Linked DNA regions of Zea mays: region 2 is linked to region 1. Evidence: chromatin contacts called from public Hi-C data. All regions are on one chromosome and are shown on one strand. Each heading gives the region's core, a stretch centred on a gene start, on an enhancer-like site or on the middle of the called end of the contact. The rest is flanking DNA. Distances are from core to core; before and after follow the strand shown. Region 1 holds the start of LOC103630655 (type IV inositol polyphosphate 5-phosphatase 3). Region 2 holds the start of LOC103630659.

Evidence for each region. Hi-C and Micro-C count contacts between places; a contact is called where the count stands out from the background.
Region 2: a contact with region 1 is called in a Hi-C map of root tip, with 5 times the contacts expected there. The contact joins the promoter of LOC103630659 here to the promoter of LOC103630655 in region 1. A contact is called at or near these places in 10 of 25 Hi-C or Micro-C datasets (bundle sheath, ear, endosperm and 4 more).

The regions. Positions count from the first base shown.
Region 1 is chr6:172,678,406-172,684,405 of Zm-B73-REFERENCE-NAM-5.0, reverse strand. It overlaps LOC103630655 (type IV inositol polyphosphate 5-phosphatase 3), which reads left to right and starts at 1,781. Exons shown (of 10, transcript XM_008651700.4): 1 at 1,781-2,244; 2 at 2,357-2,537; 3 at 3,494-3,565; 4 at 4,229-4,316; 5 at 4,550-4,654. The coding sequence starts at 2,122. LOC103630656 (type IV inositol polyphosphate 5-phosphatase 3) reads left to right here. Exons shown (of 8, transcript XM_008651703.3): 5 at 27-211; 6 at 324-432; 7 at 507-649; 8 at 726-1,221. The coding sequence ends at 948.
Region 2 is chr6:172,835,809-172,842,365 of Zm-B73-REFERENCE-NAM-5.0, reverse strand. It overlaps LOC103630659, which reads right to left and starts at 3,553. Exons shown (of 8, transcript XM_008651706.2): 1 at 2,655-3,553; 2 at 1,386-1,460; 3 at 1,242-1,313; 4 at 1,006-1,086; 5 at 627-724. The coding sequence starts at 3,479.

The sequences.
Region 1 (6,000 bases), core at 532-3,031:
ACATTTGTTCCTTCAACATGCTTCAGGGATCAGTATCAGTCAGCATGACTATGCATGAAACTCATTTCTGCTTTGTATGTTGCCACCTGGCCTCTGGTGAGAAAAACGGCGACGAACTAAAGAGAAATGCAAATGTTGAAGAAATCAATAGAAGGACTGTTTTTAACCCAGTTCATACGATAGGTGTGCCCCAGAGAATACATGACCATGAGTGAGTTAATACGCGTCTTCAATATTTTGCGCTACGCTCCAATACGCACTTAGGAATCAACAATTCCCAATGGCTTCTATATTAAATAAATGTGTCTCCTTAAAATTTTCAGAAGGATTACACTGCTAGGGGATCTCAACTATCGACTCAATTTATCGTATGAGACTACGCATGAACTTATCTCCAAACAGGACTGGGATGGATTGTTTAAGATGGATCAGGTAATTTAGATATCCTAATACTTCCCAATATATACTTGCACAGAGTTTCCAGCTCATCCTTCTCTCTGTGACAGCTGAAAAAGGAACTAGGTAAAGGGTGCACATTTGATGGTTGGGTTGAAGGGCCTATCACCTTCCCCCCAACGTATAAATACGAGTTTAACTCAGAAAAATATGTAAGTGACGCGACGAAATCTGGGAGAAGAACACCCGCATGGTATGCTCCACTAGACATCAAACTTGAGATATGTCTATGGAAATAAGGAAATTAACATCTTCACCTGCTTGTATAGGTGTGACCGCATCCTCTCGTATGGGGAGGGGACAAGGCTACTTTCATACAACAGGGCGGAGCTTATATTATCTGATCATCGACCGGTGACTGCAGTTTATATGGCAGATGTTGAAATTGTCTGCCCCAGGAGGCTGCAAAGAGCTCTAACATTCAGCAACGCAGAGGCTGAGGATCACCTGTTGTCTAGGAAGGAAGCACACCTTGAACCTAAGACCAATTAACCATGAGCCAGGCAATTTCCTAGCTCGACGCAATGCAATGCTGATCCTTGATTTCTGAATCTGTTAGAAAGATTCAATTGCACAGCATAGATTAGTAGTAGTAGTAGGATGTGCATTTCCATCCTTGCAACAACCTTATTTGATCAAGGGTATAGTATTTGTGAGTTGTGAGACCATGATTACAGACTCCTTTTGAGTCATTGTATCTGTATCCTTGCCATTACCGTATTACGATGCCATTGGTTTGAGTAAACAATCATTAAATTCTTTGAAGATTGATCGAAGTCATACGACAGGCTGATCAGCGTCTAGTTTTATTTTCAAAAATAAAAACAACAACTCATTGCTACTTTGTATGAGGCTAAATATGTCCTTTAATAATAACTATAAGATTAAAACAAACTTTTCAAACAGCATGATTTTTTATTTTAAATTAAATATATTTTAGAAATCTTTAGAGATTAATGACGACATCTTTATATATTAAAGGCTTGGCCCTAATTTGACAGGCTATCCACGTCGTCTATTAAAGTTATGCTTGCTTGCAATAACAGAACGAGTTTGGATGAGATAATCCTTTAGAAAATATTGTTTAATTTGGAGTCAAGTGTTGTGACAGAACCATTCCTGTTGTCTGTTAGAGTGGATGTGTCGTCGTCGAGTGCCTCGTTACCGACCATGGCTGGCTTATGGATGCCGTCGAGCTTAAGGATGATATGCTCGACTTTAGATTAGGTCTTCTTTATAACAAAGGAAAATTTTCTGAATCCTACGTGAAATAAATTCTGTTAAATTTTTATGACATTTCTGTGTTCTAAAGGACCCCTCATTGGGCCACATCCCAAAATCGACGATAAGGTTTGGGGTCGAGAGCTACGATGAGATGGTTGATGTACTTCAGCAGAATGAGAAGTTAGAGGATGCACTTAAGCTGTTCGATAGAATGATGTAGGAGCACGACCCTCCACCTCCACTGCGTCCGCGCGCGCCAGCGCAAAGAACTTTCGAACAGCAGAGACGCCAACCGAGCCCCACCACGGTTCTTGAAGATAGACTGGTCGGTCTATTTCTTGGCTTTCTAGACTAGAAAAGGGAATCCAACTAGCCAAGGTCCAAGTGACCATCACGTTTCAGTTTCATTCTCTGGGTAGGGGAGCTGCTGCAGCCGTGTGTATGGCGTCCTCTTCCTCCTCCCTGACGCGGTTATTTATCCCGCCTCACCGAGCGCACCATGAGGCAGCCATGGCCGCTTCGGCCGGCGCCTCTCTGCGTAACGGCGGCGGGATGCAGATGCTGGTAGTTGTCTAATGCCCGGAGCTTCTTCGCTTAAGTTCTTCAACCAGCTGTTTCTAGGATCAAATTTCTGATCCTTTTTGCTGTTCTTGTCTCTGTTTTGCGCGAGACGAAGGATCTTGTGATGCAGAGGTGGGCCGAGATGGTGTTGTGCTGCGGCGCGGATTGGAATTGCGTGTCGCAGCTGTGGAACAGGGTGGTGCTGCGCAAGTGGCTAAACATCGGCGCGGGGTCCGGGGATTCCGACTTCAGCGCCGACGAGCACGATACCTCGGAGGGCGAGACCGACCGCGAAGGTTACTTCACTCTTCCCTTCTCCTCCGCCCTTTCTGTTTCTTGAGCGGAATGTTCTGAATTTCTGAATCGATCTGGTTGCTCAAGCTTGCTCTTGTTTGGATTGAAATTATGGAGATTTGGTCTGGAAGTTTGAGAGGTAGGCGTTGACGGTTATGCAGAGCTAACAACACAATGTGCAGTGGAAGTTCTTTCTTGTACGCTACCGTTTGGGTTATGGTGGTTTCTTTTTCTCTACTTCTTTACAACTGGATTAGAAAATTGTCATCTTCAATAATTGGTCAGCTCACGCTGGATTGCATTGCTTGTTTGATGATTGCTTCATTAGGTTACTGTATTTGTTCATTATTTGCAACATGTTTTTATATGGTATGGATGTTTGATCATTTGGCTGAGAATGACCGTTGTGACGTGCGCGGCTAGCGGCTAGGACTTTCTTGGGACCAGATATTTCTTTTGGTACATTCGAATATTCGACCTTCTTTAAGGAAACCAAGAAGGCTATTAAGGGGGTGTTTTGTTTTAGGGACTAATTTTTAGTCCCTCCATTTTATTCCACTTTAGTTCCTAAATTGTTAAATACGGAAACTAAAATAGAGTTATAGTTTCCGTATTTAGCAATTTATGAACTAAAGTGAAATAAAATGGAGGGACTAGTAACCAAACACTCCCTAAGTTCACTATTGCCTCTAAAGGTAACTTTTGGCTGTTCTTTTCATCTTTTGGAAAGAAATAGAATATCAGGAATGTTGATGTGAGCATCTTCTAGTTGACTTCACTATCTAATGGTTGTTGTGCCCCACGTTCTATGAGCTATATATATTTTTCTCTTTATCGAAAGAAAATCTGCAATACATTTGTATTTTCGCTTTTCCTTAGCTTAACTTTTTTGTGAAGATCTGTGTGGATTGTTTTAATGATAAATTGTAATTCCTGTGTTTTCATGTCATTTGTGCAGGCATGTCTGGTTTGAATCATGCCCTATGTAACGAAGAAAGGATATTAGGTGGATTGGGTGCAAGCACGACTGGTAATTTATGAGCGTATAATGTTTATTTTCCTAAGTAAAGGATAAACATGCAGAAGTTAGTGTCTAATAATCATATCATGTTTCCCTTTATGTATATTCATCTGTGAGTTGGGTTTAGTTGACTTGTAGACAAGGAAGTAGGCACACAGTAATGCTGGCGAAATATTTACCTGGACATAGAAGTTGCTAGTTTAATTATGCAGAGGCAACAGAGTTATTTGCAGTTTATTTACCAAATGGGCAGCTCCTGTGGCCTCAGTTTGGTCCCCAACTTCTTAATGATCCTTCTGAAAATAATTGAAGCTTATAGGATTCTGAAATTACACTGTTCTGATGGGATTTCCTAGTTCTTCTTGGTAAATATTTCAATATGATTCATGGATGAGAATGAACAGAAACATAATCGATGAAAAGTGAGGAAGAAAACTTGAATGTATTTCAGCATGTGTTTTGATTTACACTGAAGTCCATTTTTGTTACATTAAGCTTCTGCTTGATTAAGGCATAGATTGATTGGTTACCTTATGTGTGCTGACTGCTGACTGAACTGCTTAAGCTTCCTTTCTTTTCTTCTTCTTTTGGCTGCATACTATGCACAAGCATATGTTTGATATAAAGTTTTGGGTTGGCTTGTTGCCTTACACAATCACACTGATGCTGTAGGTGACGAAATGAGCGATTTACCTTACTGCCTTAGAATGCACAGATCAGAGATCAGTCGTGCTCAGTATGTTGATGTTAGAGAACTCAGGTAATCAACTACAAGTCTAGTCCCCTCGTAGTATTCACTGGCTCCTAGTTATGACATTACAGTACTTTTTCTCTCAGCATTTCTTTGAATCGAAATGATATTCCTGGTGCTTATTCCTCCTGTTATTATCATATTGCAGAAGATTAGTAAAATTTTCTACTGGGCTGGAATTAAAAGGATTTATTAGTTTTATGATGATGTTCTTTCAGCTAATCTGCAAGTTTATTATGCAGGATTTATGTAGGGACATGGAATGTTGGAGGCAGATTTCCACCCAGTGACTTGGACATTGAAGAATGGCTGGCTACGGAGGAGCCAGCTGAAATTTATGTTATCGGGTAATTAGCCACTATACAACCCATTATTAAGTTTTATAGAAAAACAGGGAACATGCACTAGATACTTGATTATTTACTAGCAAACACATATATGTGCGTTGCAACGACACCCAATACACATAGGCTAAAAACATGGTTTGTTCTAACTTGTATGAGTGCGGGTCATGAGTTCTGGTCACATACGAGATATGTAAGGTGCGGAATACGTATTGGAATCGGATTCTGTATTTATCATCGTTAGATACAAGTTGTTCTAACTCATATTAGTATGAATCACGAGTCTGAGTCATATATTAGACAGGAGTGCCCAAACAGTCAGGGAGACGGACAAAAAATGGGTGGAGAGAAATTTTGCCTCTTTAATATTAGGTATAGATTGTATTTAAAAGTTATTTGTTTATTACATGCACTAATCTATACTATACTTAAAGCACCAGTTTTAACGGTCGTCACACGTCATCTTTTTACAAATAACCCCTTATAGCTATTTCAAATTAATCCGCTGCACGCCTATAGATGGCCAAACGGTGACCCGGCACGGGCCAGACGCCCACGGGCCACAACTCTGGCCCAGACACGTCATGCCGACCTGCTGACTGTGTCAGGTCAGCCCGTTAGCCCGTCGGTCCATTTGATTAAATCAGCGTAAAATGTTAAAAAACGGTGCAGGAGGTGGGATTTGAACCCATGTCCAGATGGAAGAAGGGCGAGAGACACTGAGTGAAGTTGTCTAACCAGTAGAATATTATGCTCAAATGTTTTTAATATTGAATATAAATTGAATATATGTATATACGTTTTTTGTAAAATGAAAATATATAATCGTGTCGGACCGGACCAACACTATGGGCCAAGGCTACAGCTCAAGCACGACACCGCGTTCTTGGCTCTTGCAAGCATTAGGTCGTTTCTGAGACCACATTGGCGCAATGTACTCCATAGTGTTTGAGGTTGCTGAATTGGATGGAGCAACAATGATTTGTTACACTAACAGTAAAATGAAAGGTTATTTGTTGGTTTTAAACGTTAGTAATTGCTACGAAGTAGCATAATTTATATGGAGCGCATCCAATTTTTATTGATGCCTTACTTTAGCAATCACTCCATATTTTAATCTATCTTTTCTTATAAGTTTGAATTCATGAGACTTATTTTAGAAACTTGAGCTCACAAACTTTCTCTTATTTGATATCTGTATGGTGGAATTATGTCATTCTATAACCTCTGTTCGTTAAGTTAGTCGTTGTGAACTCTCTTCTATTCGCTCACTTTATTGCCCATGTTGTACCAAGACATATTGGATGTAGTAAACAATAACATCAGTTAGCCAAATCAAAAAAAACGGA
Region 2 (6,557 bases), core at 2,304-4,803, 160 kb before region 1:
GCATTGATTTCAGGATTGGTCGGTAAATCTCATGCCACATTTAATGCCTTTGTTCAAATAATCCAGTCCAAAATGCAACTCACACTATCTAATTCTAAACTACTCATGTATATTATACTCTAAAATCAAATATTTTATGTTGGCTTGTAAATAGTTGTGCATATCTGAAGGAGTAAATCATATGAAAACATGCACAAGTAAGAATAATTTGGACATGAGGTGCGTAGATTTACCAGAAAGGAAATTCCAGCATCACTGGTGAGTGGTGACAAATATTGAAATGGCAAGGAAATGGGGACATGGGGTGCATTGGTGCACCAGTTCTGAACGTACATTCAGGTTCAGCCGAACAAGAAGAAAAATGGCATCTCCGAAACACAGGCTAGGTTTGTACATATACTCCTTTCTTACTTATGAGGTGTTTGGTTTCTAAGGACTAATTTTTAGTCCCTCAATTTTATTCCATTTTAGTCCATAAATTGCCAAACACGGAAACTAAGGTACTAAAATGGAATAAAATAGATGGCCTAAAAATTAGTCCCTAGAAACCAAACACCCCCTTAATTGAAAGGCAGAGCTTCTGCCACTTTATTAAAAAAAAACACTAGGGTCTTGAGATGTGTTACCCTCTGTTAGTCTCGCCAATCCTAATTTGTGCACCGTATGGAAACAACTTGCGTACTGTGCCTTGCAAGAGAGTCCCTTCTCTAAGGCATGTCACCGCCTAAAGAAAATTTTATTAAGTAAAAACCATCACTCATACAAGTTAAAATCTGAAATATGTATTGCAAAAGCTATAAAGATGCTTTACAATTGGAGAGTACTTGTTAAACAGCTCTAAAATCAAAGTTGAAGAGTTTCTTGCCTTCACAAGCAACCAGATAAGTTGCTTAAACAAATAAATAACAAATATGTACTTCAAACAGATATTGCACAAGAAAAACATAAAACTACATGGTCCAGGCTTCAAATAATTAGTAGCAGAGGCCAATGTAGCTAACTCACCCATGCCTCTTTTTCACTAATTATCAATTCGTTGGTCTCTTCATCAATCCTCGTAATGCAGACATGCATTTCTTGATCAACCTGTGAGTGAAAAAAGTTTCAATTCGCGAATCACATTATTATACTTGCAAGTTCAAAAGGTGACTTTGAAACAGTCAATCCTGATATACCAAGTATGGAACAGCATAAAACCATACAAGCTTTACTTTATAGAACACATATGATGCATAACTTACTTTGTTCTTTAGGTCAGTGAAATTTCTTGGTCTAGTCATCATCTCAGGTTTGGGAAGGAATGCCCGAAGGCCCTGAGAAGGCAAAGGTGCTTTAGCTATAAAATTACAAAACTGAAACAAGTATTGTAGTACATATACTCGTACCTCAATTCTAGATAGCAAGCCACTAGCATTCCACTCATAAATTTTGATCTTGATGGGTACATTTAGCTGTTTTATCTGAACATTGGTGTGTACAAAAATAGTCAAATATATATGTGAAAAGGATTAGCATACAGAAGGCAGTCATTGATCTAAAAAAATTAGATCAAACTTTCTGATAGAGCAGTAGAAACGCAGAGCTAATCACAATTATGCCTGTTGTTGTCATCAAAGCAAGCCATAATGGAAGCACAATTGTTTCCATAGAAAACGTTTAGCAGACAGTTATTACTTCTACAAACTTCAATACCCCATACATTTTATTAAAACCATTCTCGGAACCTAAGATACAAATTTGTATAAGATATATCAACAACCCACCACGCTTTAACAGCTTGAGCTTCAAGCCTTTGAGAGCAGGAAATAAGTATATTAGAGTTATATTATCTGGCAACAATAAGATGGTCGAGTGGTCATGAACTAGTAGTTTCTTTTTTTTCTCGAAAATGCAGGAGAATTGTGTGTCAATATATTAAGAAGAAAAAGGATTAAGGTCCTAGAGGACCAGTACAACAACAAAGGGCCTCCTTACGGTGGCCAACAACATGCATACAAGAAACCATACATGACAAATAAAAACTACCAAACAGCAAAAAGAACCTGCCACCCCCTCCAAATTTATTTCCAAAAGGACTAAGGCCATACTTTCCTCAGGCCAGCAGCCCCAACCAGGCACCACAGCCTACCATCAATTTTGATGTCCTGAGTAATAGCATTGGGTCTATTTGTTTCAGCTTATAATATGCCCAGATTATATAATCTAGCTTAAATAATCTAAATGGAAAAAACAAACAAATTATTATGCCAAAATACCCACTATTGCCACACCTTAAACAAAAAATTGTTTTCTCTATTTTTTATTGCTCCTGCCACACAACACATGACTAAAATCAACAATCAAACTTTCAATTAGTTAGGTTGTCAAACAACTACACCCAAATTATTTAACATAGATTATATAATCCATATTATTTAATCTCTTATATAATCCAGGTTATATAATCTATAAGCTGAAACAAACAGGCACATTGATGCTTGGTCATGAACTAGTAGTTTCTAATAATCCAGCTCTACTGGTAGCTCGAATATAAGCAGTTGGTTTGAACTGGTAGTTTCTAATGGTCCAGCTCTACTTGGGCAGTGCGTCAAACTATTGATAAGAGATCGTTCGAAGGACTTCCAACAACAAAAGAAAGGAGCGGCATAGAGGACCTGCCTCGCTCTGTGCCACGCGACGCGCCGGAACAGTCTGCGCGCTGACAGCAGCGGCCGCCCGCCAAGTGTTCGGCCGAGAACCTCAGCGAACACGATCGTACCGGCGCGCAGCACCGGCGCAACTTTCTCCTTCCCATTCCTCCCGATGATCGCCTCCCCGTCCCCCTCTCCTCCTCCCCTGAATTGCCTGACCACGACGCCGACCCGCCCTTCCGCTGCAAACTCCGCCGCACACTTGGACGCGACGTCGCACGCTAGGTACCCGAACTCCTCCGCGGGCACCGGCGCCGACTCCTTGGCCAGCATCAGCGCTGGTTCGCCGCTGGAACCGATGTCGACGTCGAGCGTCCTCCCGTCACTCCGGACCACGACGCCGGCGACGAAGTCCCCGGGCTTGGGGTCGTAGTAACTAACCCCACGCTCACCAGCGGCGGACAATACATCTCTCCTTGACGCCTCCTCCGGCACCTCGCCATCCGCGGTGTCTGCGCCCACGTCGGGGTCGGTGCTCTTCACCTGGAAGAACTTGAGAAAAGGCGCGAGCGCTTCTTCTGTTGATGACACCGGAGCAGACTCGAGCTCCTCCTCGGCCTCGTTATCCTCTGCGACGGCAGGTAACGGCTTCTCGAGAAGGTGGAGCTCGTCGCTCCCGCTCCCGCCGGCAGCGGAGGGGGAGATCGAGGCGTGGCGCGGCGGTTGGGACACAAGTCTTCGGGAGAAGAAGGGATGGCTCGCGGTGGGGGTCTTGGGGTGCTTTGCTTGGCGTCTTCGTGGCGAGATGGACGCGGCGGGGAGGATGGAGACGAGGGAGGGCGGCGGCATGGCGAGCGGGGTAGCGAACTTGTGAGCGGACGGCCGTCACGCGGTTATCTCATCCCAACTCGACAAGCCCACGAGGCCACGACGCATATCATATTTCCGGAGATAGAGCATCTCCATTAGAGCAACTCCAATAGTTCTCTAATAGACTTCCTAAATCGACAATTTAAACAGTTAACACAAAAACTCATCTCCAACAGTTCTCTAAATGAACTTTCTAAATTTAACAATTTCTATCTAACCTTATTTCCTCTCTACATTTGGCAACTATTTAACAACTCACTAAACAAAAATGTTTAGGACATTATGTAGATAATGAAGGTAAATGATGACATTTGTGACTTTATTTTTTTATGTGGATAGATACAAAACAAAACTACAACCTATATTTAGAGAACTATTGGAGAACTCACATTTTTTTACTCCCAAAGTTATTTAGCAACTTCTTAAATCTGTGATTTAGAGAGCTAAAATTTACATAACTATTGGAGTTGCTCTTAGTTGATTAAAAAATCCCTAAAATCAGATTTGGAAAGGTGCTAAATACGTCTTTAAAAAATAACCTTGACTACATCAGTTCTCAATCCCCAGGTTGTTAAATATTTTAAAATTATATCAATTCAGTTTTTCTAATTAGTACTTGTCGCTTCGAATTCTGTTTCATTTATACAATAAAGGGCAATAATCATTGTTCTTCTTTGAAACTTTTTTCAATCGATATAAACCACGGAAGATCTTTTTCTCTAATTTTTTTGATGGATCATAACTGACCTTTTATTAAATGACGGGTTGCATATAATTTTTTTTTGTAATATACAACATCGTAACCCGTGGCGGACGCGTGACAAAATTCTAGGTGGAGTCATAGTAATAAGAAACAGGTATAGCGTGGTAGCGACCTTTTGACTCGAGAACGTCGTCCCCGAGCCAGGTGTACGTGGAGTCATTTTCGTTACCACCATTTAAAAAACTCTCATAGATAGCGTATAACATTCATCGACCTCATCCTCACTACATGGACTTTTGTGACTATAGGTTGGACGACGTAAGATACAAGTCTCTAGGCCAGACCACTAGACAAAAGTAGTTTCAAAATAATATGCAATAGGCGATAGTGGCGATGTGACAAGGTGATGGCGGCAAGCGGCAGCCATTGTCGCATTGTGACGGCACGAAGGGACCCTAGTGAGAAAGCGAGGGCAAGTGACGTCGTGGTGCCAAGGCAGGATCCCATCGACAGCCTTATCGCACATCGATGCAGACTAGGATGTAAAGTAGATGTATTGCGTGCCGGATCTCGACGGGTGATGAGATGGCGAGTGATGACAAGGTAAAGTGGCGCTAGCAGCGGGCAGGTTAGGTTATCCACTAATTGACCAGTCAATGACCAAAGGAGTGAGCGAGCCACTGGTGGGCCAACATTAGAGGAGGTGTCGGTGTTTCGGACCCGGGGACCCTCAACCGGACCGACTAGTGAATTTTGTGCCGCGTGCCCCTGTCCAGATGGGTTGATGCAAGATGGAACACAAGAGGAGGGATGAGGCTTATATTATCTTGCACCGGGGGTGCTTGCAGTAGGGGTTACAAGCTTCACGAGAGAGGGAACGGGCCCTAGGCCTCCTGTGGAGTGGAGCTCGATGTTTGGGTGAGTCCGTCTCCGTTGCTCTTGCTGCCCGTGTTGCCCCCCTTCTCTCCCCCTTTCGAAGGCCCTGGGCATCCCCTTTTATAGACACAAGGGGATGGTCCAGCTGTACATATGGGGGTGTAGCAATGTGCTAACGTGTCCGGCAAAGAGGTGCTTGAGCCCTGTATGAAGCATAGCTGGCGGGGCGGACCTGGGTCCTGCTGACGTTTCTTTGCTTTCGTAGAGAGCTTGTGGACTATTGACGTCATGGACGCATGCGGGGAACCATCATTACCTGTTGCCGGAGTAATCTAGATGTGACTTCGGTCTTGTTCCTTCGTAGCCTGAGGCGGCTAGCTTGAGGTAGGGTAATGATGTATCCCCTGTAGCGTAGTCGGTCCGAGGCCAAGGTAGAGCGAGGCGGTGACTCCTCCCAAGGCCGAGGCCGAGGTCGGGCGAGGCGGAGACCTTCTCCTGAGGCCGAGGCTAAGGTCGAGACCTGGGGTCGGGCGAGGTGGAGACCTCCTCCCGAGGCCGAGGCTGAGGTCGAGACCTGGGGTCGGGCGAGGCGGAGCTCCCTGTTGTGCCCGAGGCTGAACTCGGGAGAGGCTGTGACTTACTGTTGTTAGTCTTACCCTGGTGGTTGACACAGTAGCCGGAGCGGGGCGAACAGTACTGTTTTCCTGTCAGAACGGTCAGTGAAAGGGTGAAGTGACTGCAGTCACTTCGACCTTGCCGACTGAGGCACGCGTGTCAGGATAGGGTGTCAGGTGATCCCCGCATTAAATGCGCATGCGATACGGTCGGTTGGTAAGGCGATTTGGCCGAGGTCGCTGCACAACAAGGTTTACCCGAGCTTGGCTTCGGGCGAGCCGAGGGTGCGCCCACTGCCTGTGGAGGCCCTCGGGCGAGGCGAGATCGCGTCCCTTGGCAGACGAGGCCTTGACTTGAACCGTGCTTATCAGTCTTTGCAGTTTGTTCTGAAGACGTTTTCCAGCCGTGTTTAGGAGTGTTGGGGGTACCCCTAATTACGGTACCCGACAGTAGCCCCCGAGCCTCGAAGGGAGTGTAGGTACTCGCTTGGAGGTTCTGCCGGATTTTTTGCAAGGGGACCAGCCTTTCTCGGTTATATTTTGTTCCAATGGGTGCGCGCGAGCGCACCCGTCGGGTGTAGCCCCCGAGGCCTCGGAAGGTCTTAATTCTTTTTGTGATGCCTTGGTCGGCCTTGTTGTTTTCCCATGCGGCCTGGCCGCAGCCCGGGTGCATGGTCAGGCTCTGAGTTTTCAAGCTGTTTTGTCGACGTGGTCGACAATTTGGCCGTAGCCTGGTGCGAGAGCAGCCTCCGAGCCTCTGCACGGAGCGAGAGGACGATCGAGGGACGCAAGGAGGAAGGGGGGGAAAGCGCCATGTTACCCTCGGAGGGCACCGAACATGGTGTTTCCAGTGAGTTGCTATCG